Regions from separate parts of the Mus musculus genome. Here all the other regions are linked to region 5. The links are chromatin contacts, called in public ChIA-PET, HiChIP or PLAC-seq and promoter capture Hi-C maps. All regions are on one chromosome and are shown on one strand. The core of a region is the stretch at or near the end of the contact, and the rest is flanking DNA. Distances in the headings are between cores, read along the strand shown. Region 1 holds the start of Bzw1 (basic leucine zipper and W2 domains 1). Region 2 holds the start of Mpp4 (membrane protein, palmitoylated 4 (MAGUK p55 subfamily member 4)). Region 3 holds the start of Ppil3 (peptidylprolyl isomerase (cyclophilin)-like 3). Region 4 holds the start of Tmem237 (transmembrane protein 237). Region 5 holds the start of Casp8 (caspase 8). Region 6 holds the start of Cdk15 (cyclin-dependent kinase 15).

The links. Promoter capture Hi-C pulls out the DNA fragments that hold promoters and counts their contacts. ChIA-PET counts read pairs in DNA pulled down with a chosen protein or histone mark. HiChIP or PLAC-seq counts read pairs in DNA pulled down with a chosen protein or histone mark.
Region 1: an RNA polymerase II ChIA-PET map of memory CD8 T cells shows a contact between it and region 5, with 169 read pairs. The contact joins the promoter of Bzw1 here to the promoter of Casp8 in region 5. A contact is called at or near these places in 2 of 39 promoter capture datasets (pre-B cells and stem cell-derived epiblast-like cells), 2 of 115 datasets of contacts at active chromatin or transcription factors (effector CD8 T cells and memory CD8 T cells) and 1 of 9 other capture datasets (adipose tissue).
Region 2: a contact with region 5 is called in an H3K4me3 HiChIP or PLAC-seq map of bone marrow-derived macrophages, with 4 times the contacts expected there. The contact joins the promoter of Mpp4 here to the promoter of Casp8 in region 5. A contact is called at or near these places in 11 of 39 promoter capture datasets (the HPC-7 cell line, cranial neural crest, embryonic stem cells and 6 more), 1 of 15 datasets of contacts at CTCF or cohesin (large pre-B cells), 8 of 115 datasets of contacts at active chromatin or transcription factors (the SCID.adh cell line, acute myeloid leukemia, bone marrow-derived macrophages and 3 more) and 4 of 9 other capture datasets (adipose tissue, embryonic stem cells, liver and 1 more).
Region 3: a contact with region 5 is called in an RNA polymerase II ChIA-PET map of memory CD8 T cells, with 243 read pairs. The contact joins the promoter of Ppil3 here to the promoter of Casp8 in region 5. A contact is called at or near these places in 1 of 39 promoter capture datasets (pre-B cells), 2 of 115 datasets of contacts at active chromatin or transcription factors (memory CD8 T cells and thymic regulatory T cells) and 2 of 9 other capture datasets (liver and pancreatic islet).
Region 4: a contact with region 5 is called in a promoter capture Hi-C map of erythroid cells, with 19 times the contacts expected there. The contact joins the promoter of Tmem237 here to the promoter of Casp8 in region 5. A contact is called at or near these places in 12 of 39 promoter capture datasets (the HPC-7 cell line, HPC-7-derived erythroid cells, embryonic stem cells and 6 more), 1 of 484 Hi-C or Micro-C datasets (bone marrow-derived macrophages), 14 of 115 datasets of contacts at active chromatin or transcription factors (the NIH/3T3 cell line, acute myeloid leukemia, astrocytes and 10 more) and 4 of 9 other capture datasets (adipose tissue, liver, macrophages and 1 more).
Region 6: a promoter capture Hi-C map of neural stem cells shows a contact between it and region 5. The contact joins the promoter of Cdk15 here to the promoter of Casp8 in region 5. A contact is called at or near these places in 15 of 39 promoter capture datasets (the 3T3-L1 cell line, the C10 cell line, the HPC-7 cell line and 11 more) and 1 of 484 Hi-C or Micro-C datasets (neutrophils).

The regions. Positions count from the first base shown.
Region 1 is chr1:58,391,010-58,394,465 of GRCm38.p6, reverse strand. It overlaps Bzw1 (basic leucine zipper and W2 domains 1), which reads right to left and starts at 1,568. Exons shown (of 12, transcript NM_025824.4): 1 at 1,250-1,568; 2 at 191-264. The coding sequence starts at 254. It overlaps Gm39644 (a long non-coding RNA gene), which reads left to right and starts at 1,923. Exons shown (of 3, transcript XR_003947828.1): 1 at 1,923-2,010.
Region 2 is chr1:59,159,761-59,163,574 of GRCm38.p6, reverse strand. It overlaps Mpp4 (membrane protein, palmitoylated 4 (MAGUK p55 subfamily member 4)), which reads left to right and starts at 1,939. Exons shown (of 22, transcript NM_145143.3): 1 at 1,939-2,043. It overlaps Als2 (alsin Rho guanine nucleotide exchange factor), which reads left to right. Exons shown (of 34, transcript NM_028717.6): 34 at 1-819.
Region 3 is chr1:58,443,681-58,447,299 of GRCm38.p6, reverse strand. Ppil3 (peptidylprolyl isomerase (cyclophilin)-like 3) reads left to right here and starts at 1,814. Exons shown (of 7, transcript NM_001285827.1): 1 at 1,814-2,154; 2 at 2,661-2,711. The coding sequence starts at 2,709. It overlaps Nif3l1 (Ngg1 interacting factor 3-like 1 (S. pombe)), which reads right to left and starts at 2,149. Exons shown (of 7, transcript NM_022988.3): 1 at 1,666-2,149.
Region 4 is chr1:59,117,506-59,121,128 of GRCm38.p6, reverse strand. Tmem237 (transmembrane protein 237) reads left to right here and starts at 1,323. Exons shown (of 13, transcript NM_001037812.3): 1 at 1,323-1,426; 2 at 3,123-3,154. The coding sequence starts at 1,394. It overlaps Mpp4 (membrane protein, palmitoylated 4 (MAGUK p55 subfamily member 4)), which reads left to right. Exons shown (of 22, transcript NM_145143.3): 22 at 1-194.
Region 5 is chr1:58,794,086-58,797,825 of GRCm38.p6, reverse strand. Casp8 (caspase 8) reads right to left here and starts at 2,452. Exons shown (of 9, transcript NM_009812.2): 1 at 2,088-2,452.
Region 6 is chr1:59,255,281-59,259,110 of GRCm38.p6, reverse strand. It overlaps Cdk15 (cyclin-dependent kinase 15), which reads right to left and starts at 2,205. Exons shown (of 14, transcript NM_001033373.3): 1 at 2,013-2,205; 2 at 1,155-1,295; 3 at 314-408. The coding sequence starts at 2,138.

The DNA.
Region 1 (3,456 bases), core at 319-2,818, 400 kb after region 5:
AAAGAAAAGAAAAGAAAGAAAGAAATTTGAGAAAGCAGAGAAACACTAAGGGAGCAGTTAATCTGAAATAGAAGTTAAAGAGAAAATCAAGTTTCTATTATTTTCGGGTTAGTAACATGCAGCTACCTGACTGTGAGAGAAACCAAGATATGTCTGAAAGCTTGAGGGTGAGTTACAAATAAATAGTTACCTCTTTTTCTGGTTTTAAAACGCTGGCCTGATAGCGTTGGTTTTTGCTGCTTTTGATTATTCATAAAAGACACCCTAGAAAAAGGAGAAAGAAGGCCTTAAAAACACCCGTGCCAGTAATATTAACTTCTTAAACCAAGTATCAAACCTTAAATCAAAATTACAATTAAAGCAAGCCCAAGACGCTTTCAGTTAACAGGCAATAGAGAGGGTGCAGGTAAGTTTCCCTCTCCAGGAACCCCTTGATGTAAGTGCTGGAACTACACCTTGATAAAGCATTTTACTATCACCCTGTCTGGTGGCAAATGGCCTACCACAAACCTAACTACTCAGTCTCTCCTACACCGTTCTTTGCATCTCCCACTTTTTCTAAGTAACCCGAACTTAGAGGACTGTCGCGGTCACGAGCTATCTGTCAAAGGCCCTGAACCGCATCAGCGCTGCCCTCATTCCAAAGTGGCGCCGAGAGCCGCAGAGCCCGCTTGCACCCTTCCAAGATGCAAAACTGAGAGCTGGCCGCAAACGCTACAGCCCCAGCCGCCTCCTCCTCCCCGGGCACGTGTCTCCACATCCACACCCTTTCCCGTGCCTCCCGCCTCTCGGGGCTCGGGCGGCGGGCCCCGGAGCGCCGCAGGCCCTTCTCCACCGACCCTGTCGCCTGCGGTGGTGGCCGCCGCGCCGAGCGGACCACAGGCGCCGAGGCGCTGCGCGCCGGGGCCCCCGCCGCCCCGTACATCCGCCCGCCCTCCCGCGAAAGCAGCGGCGGAGGCGGCGGCCGCGGCGGTGGTGGCGGCGGCTGCGCCCCGCCCGCCGAACTCCCCACGCGTACATCACCCAACAGAGGCCGCGGCGGCTTTGTTACCCAGGCCGGCCGGGGCGCACACGGGGGCGCGCCGCCACCCCGGCGCCCCGCGGCCTCGCCCGCCCTCCAGAGCGGCGGCCCGGGCCACGGATCCAGGCCCCGGGTCCCGCCGGCCCCTCCGAACCGCGCCGCCACCCTCCTCCTCCTCCGGGCCACGGCGCGCCGCTCTTCCCCGGCGCTGCGCCGCGCTCGCCTCACCGAATTTAAGGCGAAGAGAAAAGAGCCAGAAATCCCCGAGCTGGCGGCAACTGCGGCGCTGTCTCCTCTGCGACCGGAACTAACGCGAGCAGGAGGGGAGGAAGAGGCGCCACCCCCGCCCCGGAGGCCTGCTATCGCGAGATTTCTACCCTGCGCCAGTTCGCACTCCCCCCTGCCGAAGGCCGCGGGGTTGCAGCTCGGGGGCACCGGCTAACACCGCGGTGGTAGGCGTCTCTGTCCCACCCTAAAGCCCCAGGCTGCCCTGACTCTTGTACCAGGGTAGCCCGTCCCCCTTCCTCCGCCGCAGCGGCCGGCCTCCCCCTCTCCGGGCGGGGATGGGAGTGGGAAGCGGCCCCTCAACGGCCGCGAGTTGGACCAGTCCGTCCCGGTCCAGCCCAGACCCCTCCTCCGGAAGCTGGAGCCCGGGGGTAGGGGGAATGCTGGGCGGCGGGCGCAGAGGCCGGGGCGTCTGTAGGGTTCTGCCTGGGTGAGGACTGCAGCCCGGCCTCCCTGCTCTGCGATGCGGTGTGCTGAGGGCAAGTCTGACCTCGGCCTGTCACCACGCCTTGCAAGGGGTGCTCGTCCCCTGACTGCGGTGGACTGGGAATTTGTTAAAACCAGATTGCGAGGCCCCCACCCGCAGGGTTTATAATTGCTTCTGGTGCAGGACTCAAGAATGTGCCTTTATCACAAAGTCTCCCGAGATAAGGACCTTCAGAAGGTGTATTCTCCGGGACAACAGATAAAACTGCCCGCATCCGGTTTGTGCCCTTTTCATCCGCCATCCCCCAAACACCGGGATTTGTCCTTAAAATCCCTTTCCATGTACCAACTTCTCGCTCTCGCTCTCGCTCTCTCTCTCTCTCTCTCTCTCTCTCTCTCTCTCTCTCTCGCGTGTTCCAGATCGAGGCCAGCCTGGTCTACAGAGTGAATTCTAGGAGAGCCAGGGGTATTTCTGACATCCACCGTCCCTGTACTCAAACCTTTAATCTTTCTTACTCGTACATGGAAGGCACTTCTGTTCACTGGCATTTAACATATACTGTATTTGGAGTTTCGGATTTGCCTCTAAGGCTTTAAGCCGCTGTTTGTTGGATCTTGGCTGTCAATTCTTTTCCGTTCAAGTTGGTAGGTCGGAGCGCTGAAGGAGCAGCGGTGGGAAAATAGCCTAGCAGCAACAGCCTAACTTCTTGGAGGTACTGGTGGCCCATAGGACTGAACTTTGGTGGGACCTAGGAAGGCCAGGCCGTGGAGCATAGTGGGAAATGATGGGAATCAGGGCTCTAAGTTCCCCTACCTTTATCCTCTAACCCTGAGTCCGTTGGCATTTCTCTTGGAAGTCTTATTTCATACTCTGCATGATAGACTACCACGTCCCCCACGTTATGTTTGTTTCTGATGTGTTAAGGGTACAGTATTTCACTAATTAAAAAGCCATGTTTGTGTAGTATGTGTGTAGCAGACATTCTCCTAAGCACTTAACTGCGTTGAGTCCTTGAAACTGCCCTATGACTTTGACACTTGTTAGTCTTGTTGGGAAAAGAAGGCATATAGGTCAGTTAACTTGCCAGTGAACGGCCCCCCAGCGGCCTGGTCCACCAATATAATAAACTGCCAGGTCACACACTGAGCTGAGCTAGAGACACAAAAAACGGTGAATAGCCAAACCCGTTACTCATAAAGCTTCCCTCCGCATTGGCCACATTTCCCAATTCGGTCTCCTCTCCAGTACAGTCCTGATTTACACCCTGCCTTTGTATTTTTGAGACAGGGTCTTGCTAAGTAGCCCAGGCTGGCCTTGACCTGGCAATCCTCCTGTATCAGCTTTCCAGGTACTGGCATTAGAGACATCAGTCACCAAGCCCAGTTAATTGGGATTTCTGTTCCCGTGACTAAATGAGCCTTCCTTGTTGCACTGTGTCTTTCTTTACATTTCCAGGGTGATCTTTCTAAATGTAACTCAGGCCCTTCTCATCAGTGTCTGAGTTCCTGGGTTTTCATGAAAAACCACAGGAACACTGCTTTCCACCTTCTTATACCATTGGTGGCTTTATCACATCCAATAAGGAGTCAGGACCTTAAAACTCGGCTTGGGAGATGACTCTATGTAAAATGTTTGCAACACAGTATGAGGACTCAAGTTCTAATTCTCAAATACCACATAAAAGCTAAGTGTTTATGGCAGCCCACCTGTAATCAGCACATGG
Region 2 (3,814 bases), core at 690-3,189, 370 kb before region 5:
GGTGACTATGACATCCTGGTCCCCTCGTGGAATGCATCCACATAGGATCTTCTGCCTGCTGACTGAAAAGAACATAGGAATACACTGGAGTGCAAACACTGCCGTGCCAAGCTGCTCCAAACCTCACTGATCCGAGGCCCACTGCCTACCCAGGAGGCCCGTAAGCTTCTTAGCACAAGCTTTGTGTGGAGACTGAAGATCTGCACATGTGAGGAAGCAGGGAGCTACAGTGGCCCTCAGCCCAGTCTGCGGGTCTTCCCTCTACCTCACACTGAACTCAGAAGGGAAGGAAGGAGAGACGCACATGGGATTCTCCCACCTCAGAAGTATTGTGACAGCACCGCATAACCACGGTTTGCTCTTTTACAAGCAGCCTCACAAGTGTGGGTTGTGGGTGTGCGCTGGAGCAGTGCCACTCGTAGCTGTTTGGATACCACAGGTGCTCTTCTGTCTCATCTGCTGTACTCGGAGGCGAGCGCAGTGGCCTGACTCATGGGAAATGACTCAGCAGGCGGCAACTACTTTTGAAAAGGATCATGATTTCCGAGCTACTTTATAATCAAGACAAGCATTTGTTAACATACTGTTTTGGAATGTTGGCTGTAATGTAACAGCAGTTTTCATAATAAATGACATTCATCTCTACGAAGCTGTTCTATGACTGTGGAAGAAATGACATGGGGCAGACTGTACTTTAAAGAGTGCTCAGTTTACAGTATTCTTTCTCCACATTGTAATCCATGCCTCAGACCTCAGGAACCCCTGGGGTTTTTAATTCACTTAACTACTAGCCAATTTCTGGCAAAGAGCAAGTTAATTCTGATCCCGATAACCCAGAGACAAAGGTCTCCAAGGAAAACTGCTGCTGTGAGTAAGACAGTTGTGGGCTTTGTTTTTGTTTAGGGAAGGGCTAGAGGAACAGGTTTAGGAGGATAGCACTGTCCGCATCTCTCCGCCTACCGTCTTCTGCCAGGCCGAGCTGCTCCCTGTGGAGAGGGACCAACTCTTTCTCATTTCGCATATTTTTAGTTTGTGAGCCAAGACACAAATGCCAGATTTGGCTAGTAAAGCCAAAGTAATTGAACACCTACCTCCTTCAGAGAAAGATCAGGAGGGGCTAATAGTGGGAATGGATGGAAACTTGGACAATAGGACCAGAGAAATTCTCAAATGGCAGCATGCCATCTCACATCTCTGAGAACCCGTTGCAATTCAATCTTCTAATTTCAGTTTTAAGAGAAGCTGCCTAACCACTGTATTTTCCTCATTCTACACAGTTCTTGAGTTGCAGCTTAAAACAATAAATTTTCATGTGTGTGTGGAAAACCCTAAATCTCCAGGCACTGTCTGTGACTAGAAATACCAGCACCTATGTAACTCACAGCAGCCCTCAGCAGTGCCAGTCTGGGGGCTCCCTTTCCCTATCGGTGAATAGCTATAGTTTGCTGTGTCTGCGCTGGGACTCCAACCCAGAGCTTCCCGACTTTCCTCTACTCTTTCCCACTGCCTATGCCCCGCAGATGTGTTCTGCATTAGGCCTTGAAAAGCTGAAGTTAAGAAAAGTAAAAGCCTCTGGTGGGTGTAGTGGCACACCTTTGTAGTCTGAGCCCTTGAGGGTGGAGGAAGTTCAGTTATCCTTGGTTATACACACAGTTTGAGGCTACCGGGGCTACATAAGACTCTGTCTCAAAAAAAAAAAACAAACTAAAAGTAGGAAAGATTTGAAGGGGGGCGATTGGTGTTTGTTATCTGGAAACAGTCAACAGAAATATTAAGGGCTTGTATGGGAGTGTAGTACTCATGTGAGAGAAAGCTCACTGTGGTGGAGGATAATGTAAATGAGATGTTCCCTTGCAGGGACAGCTAGGGCTGCTGCGGAGGCTTAGAAGAGGTCCAGGGTTAGCCTGCAAGGGCAGGATTATGCCAAAGAGGATGCACAGAGCTTTTCTCTAGAGCATCAGGTGACTGGCAGCTAGCAGCCTCCTGGTGCTTCCTGCTTGCTTCTCTCTTGCCAGGAGCAACACTGTGTTTTCATCCTTGCAGGTAAGAGTCTGCTCGCAATGCCGCATTTCCAGAAGGCACCAGCAGCAGCTACAGATAATCGTGGGTAGTCTGTGTTAAAGTGGTTGACTGTCCTACAGTACCATCTCTTAAGCGTGGCACAGTGCGTTGTCAAAGAGTTCAAGTGAAACTGTCCCATCTTCTGTGAGGGCCTTGGATGCAGAGGAAGCCAGCAGGCCATTTCTCAGGGAGGGTTGCATATGGGCTTTTTCAAGATTTCCATATTGAAAAATACTTTAGAAAACAAGCCTAGTGGGTAAGAGGTCAGGACTTTGAATAGCAATTGTTTTAAAGCAGAAGGAAATGCTTTAAATGTTTTAATTATAATGTTTAATTACAATTTAATTGTGTGTGTGTGTACGCTTGTGTGCAAGTGTGCGCGCATGCGTTTGTGGAAGCCCTGGTGCTTGTGGAGGTCAGAGAACAACTGAAAACAGCTCCCTCCTACCATGTGGGTTCAAAGTCATCAGACTTGGCAGCGAATGCATTTCCTGCTGAGCTACCCCAGAGACCCAAAGCTGAATTTTAAGGTAATGCTGCGTACATTCCAGGTATTCATGGTGACCACTTGCTTTATAACACAGTTTTTAATTGCCTTTTCTTATTCCCTACCTCTTTACCCTATAAATCACCTGTCTAGAATCCTTCATTCTGGCGCAATTCAAACCAAGGCACTTAAACACATAAGGTTATTATTTAAATCCACATAGTGCCCCACCAGTAATAAAAAGGATAAGGTAAAGAAAGATATAGCTTAGCTGGTAGAATGCTTGTGTGGCATATGTGAAGTCCAGGGTTCAGTTCCCAGCACCACATAAACCATTTGTGGTCACACATGCCTGTCACACAACCCCAGCCCTTGGGAGGTGGAGACCGGAGGATGAGAGCATCTGGTGATCCTTGACTAGAGAGAAAGTCTGAGGCCAGCATGGACTACATGGGACTCTGTCACCAAACAAACAGGAAACCAACCAAAAGCAAGATAGCTGAAAACAGCTCCCTCCTACCATGTGGATACTGTGTATTTAAGCGTGTGAGTGTGGATAGATAGCACAGAAGCACACATGTGAGCCTACACAAAACCCTGAAAGGATGTAGCAACTTTGAATGCAGGAGTAAATAGACTCCAGGAGTGCTGTGCTGTAGTGGTTTCCTGAGTCACAAGCAGGATTAGCGCTGATAGAATGATTTTCTGATTTGGTAGACTACTTGGTAAGGTTTAATGTGCAATGTGTTAATTCTTCAATTATGATGGTAGCGTTTCTTCAAATTTATTGGTTTCTTGCAAACTATTTTGTGTTTGTAAGAAGAAACTTTGTTTGTTTGTTTGTTTTTGTGTTTTTTAAGACAGGGTTTCTCTGTGTAGCCCCAGCTGTCCTGTAACTCGCTCTGTAGACCAGTCTGGTCTTAAACTCACAGAATCACCTGCCTCTGCTTCCTGAGTGCTGGAATTAAAGGCGTGCGCCACCACTGCTTGAAAAGTTGAGTTATACATTCAGGTCATTCTGGGGTTGATTTATGTTTGTTTCTTCAGTGACATGAAGTTAGACACTTGCACATTCTGCAGGGACAGTGATTATCTATCACATAGAACAAGTTCTAAGCCTTTCCCTGAGACCCCTACCTTCCCTTTGCCCTTGCCTCCTTCGCCCTGTCCTCATCCTGCCGGCTGAGGTATAAACATGACAGCTGGAAATGCACCATCTTGGAGCAGATAGATGAGTGCTATGTGCACCCCAGGGCTGGGCCAGGG
Region 3 (3,619 bases), core at 565-3,064, 350 kb after region 5:
AAACTAACACATTCAAGAGGCTAAGCTGTAGCTGAGTTGGTAGAGTGCTTAGCTACCATGCACAAGGGTTTGGTCCCCAGCACCACTGGGTGTGGCGGCACACATCTGTGATCCCAGCACAAGGGAGGTAGAGGGTAAGCCAGCCTCAGCTATACAGTCAGTTCTAGGGCAGCACGAGCAAGAACTGAGGCAGACAGGTCACTCCACAAACGCACAGAGCCAAGGCAAGAAAAGGCCAGAACTGCTGCCCCTGAACACACGTCAACTGCTACACAGAGAAACAGAGAGGAAAAGCACTGGGCCCCTACCCACATATTCCATGGCTGTGCACTGAATGGTGGGAGAGTAGTGTCACCAAAGAACCAAAACAACTCAAAACAGTGTGATGTGCAATCTGAGAGTTAATAGAATTGAATAAAGGAAATGTGTTTGCCTCAAACAGGTATTGTAAAAGTATCTTTTATTCACCTGGTATAATTGTCGTCTCCCATCTCTCTGCTAAGCTAGGCCTAGTTCTGGAAGCTTATAGCCTCCATACAATCTTATCTAGGCCTATTATGTTTTCAGACTCTGAGAATTACTGCCGAATAAGCTCACCCTTTCTAGTTCTTTCTGAGCTTGCGCTGGCTGGCTGGTTCAACTCAGCTGTTCTGGCTCAAACTCCTCTCCAAGCTGCCTGATTCATCTGGCTTCTCTCTCAGCCTCTGACTGAATGGTTCTGCATGGCCTCAAACTAAGCCTGACAATCCTCTCTAATCTTCTGGCTGCTTCTTGTTCTTTGGCTCAGTCTGTCTTCACTTATGCATAGCTTGTTTTCTCTATCTGCATCCTCTCTATATATAACTGTCCCAGTAAAAACTGCCCCCAGTCTCTCTCTGCACTACCCCTTAAGTAGCCCATCTTTTCTCCCTGTTCTGGAGAGAGCTGGGCATATCCTATTCTGTCAAATCTTTCTCTGATTCCTCACTTTGTCTGCCATTCAATTAGACATCACTTTCAAACATGGATGCTTCCTTCTACAAACTAATTTTACCTTCATTGTTTGAGATTAAAGATGTGTGCTAAGGGCACACCACAACTAGAAAGGTTCCTCCCACCCACCATCGGTAAATAACACAATCTCGGGGGTTCACAGTGTGACCAAACATCCTGTAACAAGCTACCAACGAGACTGATGTAACTTGTGGCTTTCTTGTTATACAATAAACTTCTATTGTGAGATGACACGACCACGTCCCGGTGTTTTTCTCGGACAATGTGCTCACAGTACAGACACATTTAAAGCATTATTTGAATGGGCTGGAGCTGCCGTACAATGGAGAGATGGGAATATCCATTGTCAATCTACATGATCTTTAGCCCTCTGAACAGCCACTTGCTATTTTTCAATTACACGAGAGCTCTCTTTGCACTTGCGTGTGGTTTTTCTTTCATTTACGCATGGCTCAAGACCTTTTCCAGAATAATCAAGGGCCGCGTGGCATAGCCTTTATTCCTGGAGTCAGCACCCTCACCCCTCCTGCAGCAAGGCAGTTTTCATCTGCAACCTCTCCTTCTATATTCATGTTCCCCCGGCCCTCTGCAGTCACCACAGCCAGCCCGATGTGCACCTCCAGCGAGAAGAACAGACAGCCCCCGCGAGCCCTTCAGTGGTTCACAACTCACCAGTCGCAGAAGCTCTTTCAGTGTATCACTTCCGCTCTGCTCTGAAGCTCCTGGCTTTGTGGAAAGAGTTGGGCAGAAGTGGTCCTGTGCGTTCTGCTTCCGACTCCAGGCCGCTGTGTGAAGTTGGGCGGAAGTTGTCCTGTGCGTTCTGCTTCCGACTCCAGGCCGCTGTGTGAAGTTGGGCGGAATTGGTCCTGTGCGTTCTGCTTCCCACTCCAGGCCGCTGTATGAAGTTGCTGGGCGACAGCGGGTTCTGCTTCTTAGTGAGGTTGTGGGTAGAGCTCTCAGGGGCCGAGGGGTGAGGTGCGTGGTCCTCCGAGTCCTAGTCGGTGTGATGAGGAGAGACTGACGGGAGAGTAGGGCGTCCCCTGCGGAGGGCTCCGGGCTTCACTTCTGTGGCGCACAGACACGCCTTTGGAACCCGCAGGCATGCCGGCCCTTGTAGTTGAGGCTTTTCCGTTCCCGCAGCAGTGGTGCTGAGCGCAGTGGGTGAGTGTGGGGGAAAGGCTTTTATCCTTTTCTCCGTGCACTCAAACGCCTGCTGCGCCCCACGTTGGTGCAAATTTATTTCTTGGGATCCTCGTGGTGAACTCTCGGGCTGGAGATGGTATTCCTGGGACTTTTAAATACGATTGATAAGTTAGCAAGATGTGGCGTTTGGGAAAAAACAAAACAAAAGTGTGAAGTATAGAAATGTATTGTACAGACGTCTTAAGTAAAGTAGGTGTCCCGGGTAAAGGGAGCTCCAAGTGCCTATCTAGAGCACTAGACCTGGAGGTGGGGCTATGCCTCCCTTGCAGAAAGCCTTGAAGAAAATGAGTAAAGTAAGTGCGCACTGGGGTGGCTTGTTGCATTGGGTAGGATCAACACTTTTATGATAGGATTTTCATTTAGAGGATGCTAGTCTAAGCTTTTCGTTGTAAATCTACCATAAAGATGAACAAGTATGGTGGGAACTTGATAGGGTAAAGTGAACTAATTCCTCTCTCTTGTAGGAGATTTGAAAAATTAAACAGTGCTTCCTAGAACCATCAAGAAGGAAAATGGTGAGTATGTATCATAGAATTATTCTAACTGGGTGGTTGGTTGCTTGTTTCTAACCCCTTTGGGTTCCCTGGAGCTGGAGACACAAGCAGATGTGGGTGCTGGGAACTGAACAGGCCCTGCTGCAAAAGCAACAAGTCCTGGTACCTGCCAAGCCTGCCCTCTCAGCCGCCCATTACATGGTTTTTAATTTGTGTGTGTGTGTGTGTGTGTGTGTGTGTGTGTGTGTTTTGGTTTTTTGAGACAGGGTTTCTCTGTGTAGCCCTTGCTGTCGTGGAACTCACTCTGTAGACCAGGCTGGCCTCAAACTCAGAAATCCGCCTGTCTCTGCCTCCCAAGTGCTAGGATTAAAGGCATGTGCCTCCACGACTGGCTGTTTTTTAATTTTTAATGAATATTTTTTTGGAGGAAGTCAGACAGGATAGTGAGTGTGTAGCTCAGTGGCAGAGTGCGTTCCTAGGATAAGGAAGGAGAGGGGAAGGGAGGGGATGTGGCGAGGGAGAGACTGTGTGTACCAGTATAGAGGGAACAAAGTAGAATAAACAAGTGGACATGATCATTACAACGTTACCCTGCTGGTGTGGTCCCAGCACTCAGGAGGTAACCTTGCTCCCAGCCTCTATAGGCCGTCGCAGTCTCAGACCTTTCATTAAAAGACACAAAAGGAAATAAACGAGCAAACAGTGTGCCCTTTCCCCGCAGAGATGAGCAGCACAGGTAGAATAGCAGGGAGTGTAGCTCCTGTGTCCACTGAAGCACCCCACTCACCTCCACCCTGGCCCACTCACTGCGGGACACTGTTGTAAGAAGACAGGCACATGCATACACTAGCAAGATTTTGCTGAAAGGACCCTGATATAGCTGTCTCTTGTGAGACTAGGCCGGGGCCTAGCAAACACATAAGTAGATG
Region 4 (3,623 bases), core at 74-2,573, 320 kb before region 5:
CTATAAATAGCATCCTATACATATACAGAGCTACTCATTTGGCTCTCAGGCATTTTCCCGATGTTTCCCCATATGAGCTAATGGCAGGTATGTGACAATGTTGTCACTGAATGTGAGCATTTTATAGATTTCATATGGTGTTTTGTAAGATGTAACTCTTCTAAATAAACCAGTCTACTTAATGACAAACTGTATTTTACTTTGTAAAATATTTTCTTATTTCTGTTTATATTTTACAAAAGTGCCTAGTTGACTAACTAAGCTAAGAGCGGTTAACAAGTACACATTTATCTAATAAGGAAACCTATGACACTGTTATTTCCAAATCAGCAAAGTGGACTAGTCCTGGAGCCTGTATATGAGCTCCAAAACGAGGATGTTGATACAGTCTTGGTCTCCCTAGATCCGAAGCTCCACTGCACCCATGTCTGTTCATCTTCTTTATATCCACACTTCCCTCCATTCTACCTATTTTAAACTATAACTGTTCCCACTGAAGGAACTATCAGAACTGAACATTCAGATTATACTCCTAGGCCTACAGGGAATCTAGGAAACTGGGCAGGCCAGTGAAAGAGATCCTCGCTGTTTCAGTCATACAGATCTCCCTCCAGGCAGCACCCTGGCAGACGGGAACCAGGTGGGGGACGCCGGCCTCTCCAGGCTCCGCAAAGCCGCCTCCTCCCACAAGTCCCCGGAGGCCGGGCGTCGCGGGAAGCCGGCCTCGGGCTCCGGCGGTTGCGCCTAGGGAGGCCCGCGGGAAAGCATCATGAGGGACGACTCAGGGCCTCCGCTGGAGGAGGACCAAGCGGTGAGCGACGAGGGGCGCCTGGCCCGGAGTGTGGCGAAGTGGAGGTGTCCTAACCAGCAGTGACCACCGCCGAGCCGGGAATCTGGGGACAGCACTGCCCGAGGGGTGCGGCGGGGGCGGACCGGGGCTGTACATCAGGGCGGGCCCCGCAAAAGGCGATCAGGTCCACCCAACATCCGGGCGCCCTAGTCAGCGTTGCCATGGCGACGCCTCCGGGCGGCTCTCGGTCAGAGAGGAGGATGTTCCGGTGGGGAGTTTGAATACGAGTCTGGTCCCGCCGTGCCCACCCCCACGCAAACCACGATGACCTCCCGGGAAACTGTGGGTGAACCCCCTCCGCTCCTGGGGACGCCGGCCGACGCTGAGGTTTTCCTAGTTCGAAGGGGTCAGATTGGGTTCGGCTCCGGTAGCCCCAATACCTCCCGTGGGACGGGTGGGGACGCTCCGGGCCCAGCAGCCATGAGGCGCAGCCCGATGACGCTCTGCGCCTGCGCGCCTGGGCAGGAGGGGCGGGGCGGGCCGGACCGGGGCGGGGCGGGCGGCTGTGGTGCCCTGAGCTCTGCTGCGGTCCCTGGAGACGTGATGGGGAAGAAGCAGGTGGTTAGCGAGCCTCAGGTACTTTTGAGCTGTTGGGAATTTAGTCTCCGCCTGTTCAGCGGTTCTTCTTTTGAGGGGCTTAGAGGTGCGGTTTCTAGATGGGTGAGATGGTTCATTTTTGCGGGACTTTTGAAATACCAAGAGGACTGGGTCCCACTTTCATAGCATCTTGAGAATAGTAGTGCTTTTGTAGGACCACCATTCTATTCCAGTTGTCATTTTGACTGCTGGATTCCATTAGGACATCGTCAGTGTCCTAATTTTGTAGCATTCTCACGAATTTGTTTGAGTGAATACAACCATGGATTGCGAAATGGGACAAGCAAGAATATCTAAAATGTGAGCCTTTGGAATCAGTGCCTTCCATAAGCAGCATGAAATACCCGAGCTAATAAATCGACGTCTAGGCACTGCTCTTAGAGATCAATTCTTTTAAAGGTGTATTTGTAGCCGGACAGTGGTGGCGCACGCCTTTAATCCCAGCACTTGGAAGGCAGAGGCAGGTGGATTTCTGAGTTCAAGGCCAGCCTGGTCTATAGAGTGAGTTCCAGGACAGCCAGGGCTATACAGAGAAACCCCGTCTCAAAAAAACCAAAAAAAAAAAATGTATTTGTTTTGAGTGTTTTGCCAATATATGAACCACTTGTGTGCCTGTTGCTCACAGAAACCTGAAGAGGCTGTCCATTTCCCTGGAACTGGAATTACTGGTGCTTTGTGGGTGCTGGGAACTAAACCCAGGTCTGCTGCATGAGCAGTAACTGCTCTTAATGGCTAAGCCATCTATTTTGAAAATTTTCAGAATGCTTAACTAATGCTTCCTGAGCTTGCAAGCAGGACTTTTCTTAAGTAAGAACAGGGTAAACTACACCAGCCCCAAATACTTCCTGTTCTAAAATATGTTACCTATTTCTATTTAAAGTAACTTAAAAAAAAAGCATGTTACTCTGTGGCATAAAACCTTAGTTGGCTTCCTAGTTAATAGAACTAAATCCGTATTCCTTCTGCTAGTCTGCGAGGTCATAGTTAATCTGACGTCTGCCTTCTGTCCTGTGTCACTGGTTTCTGCCTGGCTGCTCTTTACCTGGAGCCCTTCATGCCCTGTCTTTCTTGAAAGCCTTAACATGTGCTCCTCATTCCCTGTAAATTTGGCACCTTTGTCAGGAAGGGCTCAGCTCAGATAACATCAAAGAGGCTTTCCCTAAGTAAAACATCACTCTTCATTCCTTATATATGGTTATTTATTGTATGCAAACACACATGCACATGCATGCACACACATGCATGCACAGACACACACACAAGCATGCATGCACACACATTTATATGGCATGGTCTAGTTTTATCTGAGCATGCAACATTATCTTCCAATACTTAACCACTAATGGAAGGTCTGTAAAGGGAGATGAGCTCTGTTTGATCCTGTTCTGAATGCTCACAATAGGCCAGACTGGTTGAAGTGGAAGAAGAAAAGAATTTTACATGGGGTGTAGGAATGGCAGAATAGATCTAAACCCAGCAGTCCAGTTTACATCACCGCCTCCCGGGTTTCACTGATAATCTTCCAAAGATTTGAAGAGAATTGCTGATCCATTTTATTTGATAACATCTGGACAGTGGGCTTTTAAAGGAGAAGCTTTGTGGTGCTTGAGATAAATGAAGGTGAGGTTAATCCAGCTTTTATTGACGAGATGTTTGCCTCTCCCCTCCCCTATAGCGTCCTCCACGAGCACTCCCACCTGTGCCAAGGTAAAAACAGTTTACGGTCATTTAATTATTGAACTTTAAAAATATAAAGTAAGAAGAAAAAAAAAATCAAATAGTATGGTTGAAAACCTACAATACTTCATTAAAAAAAAATCCTTCCTGGAATTTTAAAAAGTCTTCCTAAGAAGTGAGTGGTAAAAGTTAAATTCAAATCATGAGAATAATTGTTATGAATAATTACAGAAAGCTGTCACTCTAGCACGGTGGAGGAATGGGTCTGTCCTGGGTGTGCTGATTCTATTTACCAGGATTCTCCAAGGCCCTCCTGTTTGTGGAATATTCCATCAGAGCTTAAACCGATTATAACCGGTGACAAAGAAAGTTCTTAATCTGCTTAGTCCCTCTGATTAATAGACAGTAGGGAATGTGTATTTGTGCTTTCAAAATACTTTTAGCAGTGCTATTAAACAATATACTATTTACAAATAATAAGCTAGTTTATAAACTGGCT
Region 5 (3,740 bases), core at 1,203-3,702:
CAACTTCACAGCTGAGGGAACTGAATGAGGCGCCCAAAAGCATATGTCCACCCTCGATGTCTGGGCAAAGGTGACACCATCGTACCAGGACCTTTAGCTGGCATTTGATTCTGCCCAGGAACCTGGGCACCATGGAAGCAGCAAAATCAAATCCTGTCTGTGGCCCAGTCCACTCCAGGAGTTACTATAGTTTTCCCAGCATCCTCTATAACCTCTACCCCAGTTCTGGCTCACTGTTTTCTGAGAATTTCCTGTCAGAGACCACGAACTTCCTGTGAGTGCAGCAACTGAAGCTCTCATGGTAATACTTGAACCACATAACAACAGCCTGAAAATCATCAATGAGAAGATACTGTGTAAAGAGGCAATGAACCTCTGTACAGGGGCAATGGGGGTGTGGTCTTGCTGGAAAAAACACATGGAGCTCCCCTATAGGCACTAAGCCCATGAGAGCATAGGATGACACATCACATGGGTCAGTAAATCCGAGGAATGTCAAATAAAGCAAGAAGATGCCCACTTTCTTATTAGAATTTCTTTTAAGTTGGAAGATTAAAAAAAAAGAAAGAAAGAAAAGAAAAGAAAAAGAAAAAAGAGCAACCTGATAGGGTGAGGTGGTCAGGCTATGCAGGCTGCTGGAGAAATCATATTAGTTCCTGGAGTGAACCTACCCACAAACAGAAATTACTGGGCAAAATCAAATAACAGCTAAATGGCCTGCTATGGGGTCACCTTTCTCCCTCCTGGGAAAGAGACATGGGAGACACACAGCCATGACCAGCAACTCCTCTGTGTCCACATACGAGTTCTTGAGTCTTCTTTAAATAGGTTTGTAAGAAACGGGAGCACTAATCGTCCTCATGCTAATTCAATCAATGCCATATTTATTTAAAAAAAGAAAGATTTGTCGATGAGACAACTCAGGAGTTTAAGAGCACTCAATGCTCTTGCAGACCACCTGGGTTCAGTTTCCAGCACCCATATAATGGCTGAAACTGTCTGTAAATCCAGTTCAAGGAATCTGTGCCGCCACCCCCCCCCCCCCCGCCCAGTACCAGGTGCACATACATACATGCAGGCAAAATACTCATACTCATGAAATTAAAATAGAAATAAATAATTTTTTAAAGAATGAAACTGAGACCTAGCCAAGCAGAAGGCACTTAGAGGACTCCCTTTAAAAAGACAAAAAAGAAAAAGAAAAAAAAGAAAGAAAAAAGAAAAGAAAAGAAAAGAAAAGAAAAGAAAAGAAAGGAAGGAAGGAAGGAAAGAAAGAAAGAGAAAGAAAGAGAGAGAGAGAGAGAGAGAGAGAGAGAGAGAGAAAGAAAGAAAGAAAGAAAGAAAGAAAGAAAGAAAGAAAGAAAGAAAGAAAGAAAGAAAGAAAGAAGAAACAGAAATATGACTGTATGATAATTCCTTACAGGTACTTAACAAGCCAGTCACCCTTACAACTGCTTAGCACGTAGAGGAATTACCGGCCTCAGGTCACCTGTAGCCCCCTCCCTCCCTCCTCTCTCATCCCCTCTCTGTGGGGGTTGGGGTGAGGGGGTGGGGGGTTGGTGTTTTAAGTGCAGAGCTAGTGCCCTACGACCCCCCACCCCCTGTACTGCCAGCACTCAGGAGGTGGAAGCAAGGTCGTAAGTTCAAGAAGCCTGAGCTTCTGCAGGAAATCATGAAACCAAAGAGGGACAGAGGGAGGGAGGGAGAGAGGAAGAGGAGAGGGAGGGAGAGGAGAAGGCAAAGAGAAGAAGAGGGAGAGAAAAAGGGAGGGGAGATGTTGGAGGAGAAGGAGAAAGGAAGAGAGAATTTGGGATTAGAGTTGATGGACGTCTGAGTTGGGAAGAGCACGAAAATCGCCGGAGGAAACGCAGCTCAAGCTAGAGGACTCCCCGGAGGATTAACTCAGCTCCAGGTCCTGAGCCAAACTACAAAGAAAGTAAGCCTAAGAAGTCCAATAAAGTTTTCTGGAGAGGCGGCGACGGCACCCCGATGGCTGCATTTCGGGGAGCGCCACGCGAGATCGACACCCACCGGTGGGATCTCGGCCCGCTGGTGGGAAAGGAACCCGACTGCTCTGCAGCACTCACCTGTGGCCGAGTACCTGCCGCGCCGGTCACAACTCCAGCTCGGGCGAGGCCTCCGCTGGCTTGGGCTTTCCGAGCCTCCAGCCCGGGCCGGCGCTCCCCAGAACTGTACTCACTTCCTGTTCCACGCCGGCTCACAGAGGTTTGCTACCGATTCCGAGAAGCTGGACTTTTAAGCACCGAAGTCAGAATGAAAGACAACTGAGAGAACTAGGGCATAGGGGACAGAAATGCCTCCGAATGTTTAGAGGCGTTTGAGTTAATCATTAGAGGTGGCATCCTGGTGCCAGCCCTAGAGGCCATAGGCTGCTTCGCTTTCTGCCCGCCTTAAGAGCTCCCGCCAGTTCTGGAGGACACTTCCTTATTCCCCCAGTCCAACCACACCTCCTTTCACGCAGAAACCCTCTGCTCTAGAAATGTCAGCACTCTCGGAGGTAGGGACAGGAAGATTAGAACAAGCAAGTTCCAGGCTATCCCAGAGACAGTGGAACCAGAGCTAATGGAATGAACGAACGAACACACACACACACACACACACACACACACACACACACACACACAAAGTTTAAAGGAGCCAACTACAAGAAGAAAGTGATTTCACACTGAACCAAACAACCAGCTATGCTGAGGGCCTAGGTCAGATCCATCAGGATCGCTGATTGTTGGTTCAGTCTCTGTGAGTGCCTATGAGGCCAGGTTAGTTGATTCTGTGAGTTTTCTTGTGGTGCCCTTGAGCTCTGATTCCTACAATCCTTCCTCCCCATATCCTGTAGGATTCCCCAAGCTCTGCCTATTGTGTGGCTGTAGGCCTCTCTGATGGCGACTATGTTAGATTTCTGTCTACAAGTATGGCAGAATATGATTAGAAAACATTTCATGCTTTTTTTTTTTTTTTTTTTTTTTTTTGGTCATGTTCAGTTCTATCTTAGCTGTCTGGGGCATCCAGCCTCTTGTTCCTGACCTCCATGAATTCAGTGTCAGAGGTGGCCTCCCTCTTGTGGCACAAGTCTCAAGAGAGACTAGTAATTGGATGGAGACTCCCACAAGTTCTGTGCCATCTTTTCTCCAGCACATCCTGCAGGCAGGATAAATGGTAGGTCAGAGGTTTGGGGTCTGAGTTGGTGTCCCAGTCTCTCCACTGGAAGGCTTGCCTGGCTACAGCAGACAGCTCCAAACCCCTCATTACTAGGAGTCATAGCAAGGGTCACCCTGATAGGTTTCTAGCCCCCACATTCCAGTCTTCTCTGCCATACTCTCTCCCTCCATCCTCGCCCAACCTGATCCCTCTGCTCCCATCCCCACATGCCCCCAGTTCCAATCCCATGATACCTACTCTATTTCTCCCTCCTAGGGAGATGGCTCCTTGTTACTTAGCCTCTCTGGGTCTGTGGATTGTAGCATGATTATCTTGTAATTTATAGCTAATGTCTGCTTATAAGTGAGTACGTACCATGCTTGTCTTTCTGGGTCTGAGTTACCCCACTCAGGATAGGTTTTTGTTTTTGTTTTTGTTTTCTGGTTCCATCCATTTGCTGGCAAATTTCATGATGTTAGGGGTTGTTTGTTTGGTTGTTTTGTCTTGTTTTTTTAACTCTGAATAATTCTCCATTGTGTAAATATACCACATTTTCTTTATCTCTTCTTTGTTTAGTGTAT
Region 6 (3,830 bases), core at 956-3,455, 460 kb before region 5:
GAGTACTGACTGCTCTTCCAGAGGTCCTGAGTTCAATTCCCAGCAACCACATGGTGGCTCACAACTATCTGTAATGGAGTCCGATGCCCTCTTCTGGTGTGTCTGAAGACAGCAACAATATACTCATATAAATAAAATAAAATCTTTTTAAAAATCCAAAACCATACAAAACAAAACAAATGCTCTACCATGTCTACCATCCTTTTGTTCCAGATGTCCTGCCTCAGTCCCAAAGACTGAATGTGTGTGCTGTCAGTTGGCCTTGTAATGCAATAGGAGATGCCCTCATCAAAAGTCTTCATGAGTCACTTACCTGCTGATGCCCTTGTAAACTTTGGCATAAGAACCTTCACCCAGCTTCTCCAAGTTCAAGTAAGATGAGGCTGCCCCAAAAGGGAGGCTCTTCTTCTGTTCAAAGGGTGGGGTGAGAGGTGGGAAGACAGAAAGAACACATAAAAAATATGACTTATATTTTCCCTAGGGACATTAGATAGCAGTGTGTGTGTGTGTGTGTGTGTGTGTGTGTGTATCTGTCTTTCTGTCTGTCTGTCTATCTGTGTGCATGTTTGTATGTATGTATGTGTTCGTGTGTGTCTATGTGTATGTGTTTGTGTATATGTCTGTGTCCATGTCCATGTGTGTCTGTCTCTGTGTCAGTGTCTGTCTGTCTGCATGTGTGCCTGTGTATGTCTGTCTGTGTGTTGTGTGTGTATACCTGTTTGTGCATGTGTGTGTGTGCATGTTTGTATGTGTATGTGTCTGTCTGCATGTGTGCCTGTGTATGTCTGTGTGTTGTGTGTGCATGTCTGTTTGTGCATGTGTGTGTGTATGTGTGCATGTTTGTATGTGTATGTGTCTGTCTGCATGTGTACCTGTATATGTCTGAGTGTTGTGTGTGCATGCCTGTTTGTGCATGTGTGTGTGTGTGTGTGCATGTTTGTATGTGTATGTGTATGTGTGTGTCTGTATATGTGCCTGTGCATGTGTGTCTGTGTGACTGTCTCTCTGTGTGTGCATGTGTGTGTATGTCTGTGTATCTGTCTATGTGTAAGTGCACTTGCAAGCCCACACAGGCATCCCTGGAAGGTGAGGGCTAGCTTCCCTAGACAGGCACCCATGAAATTCTCCTTGATGCCTGTCAGCAGTTCACTCACCCATGGCAACCCCTGCCTCAGATTCTCTTCCTGAAAAGAATCACTGTTACTCCGGGGCCTTTTACTCTTCAACTTCTGGGCACTGGCAGCCTCCAGTCCCCTGGGGTGAAATGAAGCCGTGGAACTGGATGCTTCTGTTAGCTAGAGGAAAAGAACGTACAGGAGCAAAATGTGTACAAAGTCACAATGTGATGGCTGGCAAAACCTTTTCTTTGTTTTATTTGCCTGTTTTTGGTTTGTTTGTTTGTTTGTTTGTTTTTGGTTTGATTGTTTGTAAGCTTCCCACACCCCTGAAAGGCAGGTTTCCTGAAAGTCAGATCTCTTAGAGACAACCATGGTACCAATTACTGAAATACTAAATTTTTCCTTCACCTACACAGTTTAACCCAGTCTCCTTAAGGGTGTCTCCCAATTTCTTCATTTAACTCAGTTTCCTCCGTACCTGCCCACCTTCCTTGGTACTTAATGTAATGCCTTAGAATAATTTAGTAAGATACTGCTAATAATCACGAGCTAATTACTGAAACTGAGAATCCACAGCGGACCTACCGGTATGGCAGCTTGCCCTCTACAGTTCAGCCCTGCAATTTAGTGGCTCAGAGACGTCCAGAGAAGAACCACTTTCTCTATTTCAAGTCAAAAGCGGCCAAACCCAAGGCTTATTCCCCTCTTCTGGTTTACAAGTACATCCCCAAACTTGATAACTACAACCATAAATCCTCTGTGACTTTAATAGAATTTTCTTTTTATGAGTTTAGACCTACCGCAGAGGAATAAGACTCTGTTACAAAAGGGAGTGTCTGTCTGAATTGCTTGGTTTACTAATAAAGAAAGATGCTCCTCCCGGGATACGAGTACCTCGAATACAGCAGGCTCGGTGCTTCCAGGCTGGCTTCTCTGACAGCTGTGCGCCTCCCCTCCCTCCGAACGGTGGTAGCAACTGCATCCTGGCTGTAGCCTCTTTGCACACAGCTCTTGACCCATACTAGCCCAGGTTCAAGGAGAAAACCCGCCCTTGAACCTCTTCCCACCCGCCTCTTCTCATTTGCTCCCCCTCTGCCAGAGGTCAGCAGAGAGGAGCTTCTCTGTGACTCACACGAGGGCTCTGCCTGGAGCAGTCTCATGACTTCAGCAGTTTTAGCTCATCAGTGCAAAGAATGCATCAGAACCGCAGCAGCTAGCGCTCATGTGTGCACACTCAAAAACAAGGAGGCTCTGCCCGAGAGAATACAACTGGGCACACTGGAGTAAGCTCTCTCTCACTCCAGCCACAAGTCAGTTCTGTGGATACACTCGCTTTCCCAGAATGTGCATAACCCTAGTGTTTATTGGCCTACCCTGGGGCTAAAGTGGTCATGCTGAGGGGTGTTCTATCCCTTGCTTTCATCTGAAAGCCTCTTGGGTTTCAAACTTGTTTTTCTTTTGAGGCAGTCTCTCCCAGCAGCCCAGCTAGTTTCCAAGTGGAGGTAATCCTCCTGCCTCAGCTTCTCCAGTCCCGGGATTGCAGATGAGAGCCATCTGACTCAGATTGGTTTTTCCAACATTAAAATGAGTTTGCAAACTAGCCAACTTTTAGAGTCAAAGGAACCACAGAACGGTGGTATGGAAAGAGAGCTGAGGATTCTGACTCCTTCTCTGCCTCCAAACGAAAGTCAATCTCAGTCTGACAGGGCAAAGCTATTCCTTCAAACACTAGTGATTACCTGTGTTGCTAATACTCTACAAATAGTGGAGAGTCAGGGTGGAGAGCGGAGTTTGAGCTGGGTATGATGGACCCAAGACCTCTGGAAGAGCAGACAGTGCTCTTAACTGTTGAGCCATCTCCCCAACCCCCAGTGGCACACTTGTAATCTCAGTACTTTGGAGACTGAAACAGCAGGGTGATGAGTTCAAGACTAGTCTGGACTACATAATGAGATTCTTTTCAAATTTCAAATAAAGAGGAAACAGAAACTGTGTGAGAGTGTGGTGTGTGTGAGTGTGGTGTGTGTGAGAGTTTGGTATATGTGTGAGTGTTTGTGTGAGAGTTTGTGAGAGTGTGGTGTGTGTGAGAGTGTGATGTGTGTGTACATGCACATATCTCCTCATTCCCCCATTCCTCCCTTCCTTTCATATCAGTATAATTAATGTTTAGTGTCTATAAATACTATATTAGTACTTGGCATTTCTAGGAATCTAATCTGGATCAAACTGCTTTGTAGTCTGTGATTGTAGATAGAACTCTTTTTCTATGAGAGGTGCATAATATTATTTCCATCATAATATGTCAATCACAATAACATACACAACAATATGAGAAAGGGGGCTATGTGTTATCACAACAGTACCCTGGATAGTTAACTTCTGAACTTTCCTCCGTTAAATCTTTACTTTTATGTGATCTAATTGTAGTGGTTTGAATAGAAATGGCCCCCATAGACTCATACATTTGAATGTTTGGCCCATAGGCAGTGAAGGCATTAGGAGGTGTGGCTTTGTTGGAGTAGGTGTGCCTTTGTTGGAGGAAGTGTTTCATTGTAAAAGTGGTCTTTGAAGTCTCATATGCTCAAGCTAGCCCCAGTAGTCTCCTGCTGCCTGTGGATCAAAATGTAGAACTCTCAGCTCTTTCTCCTGCACCATATCTGCCTGCACATCACCACCATGCTTCTTGCCTTGATGCTAATGGACTGACCCTCT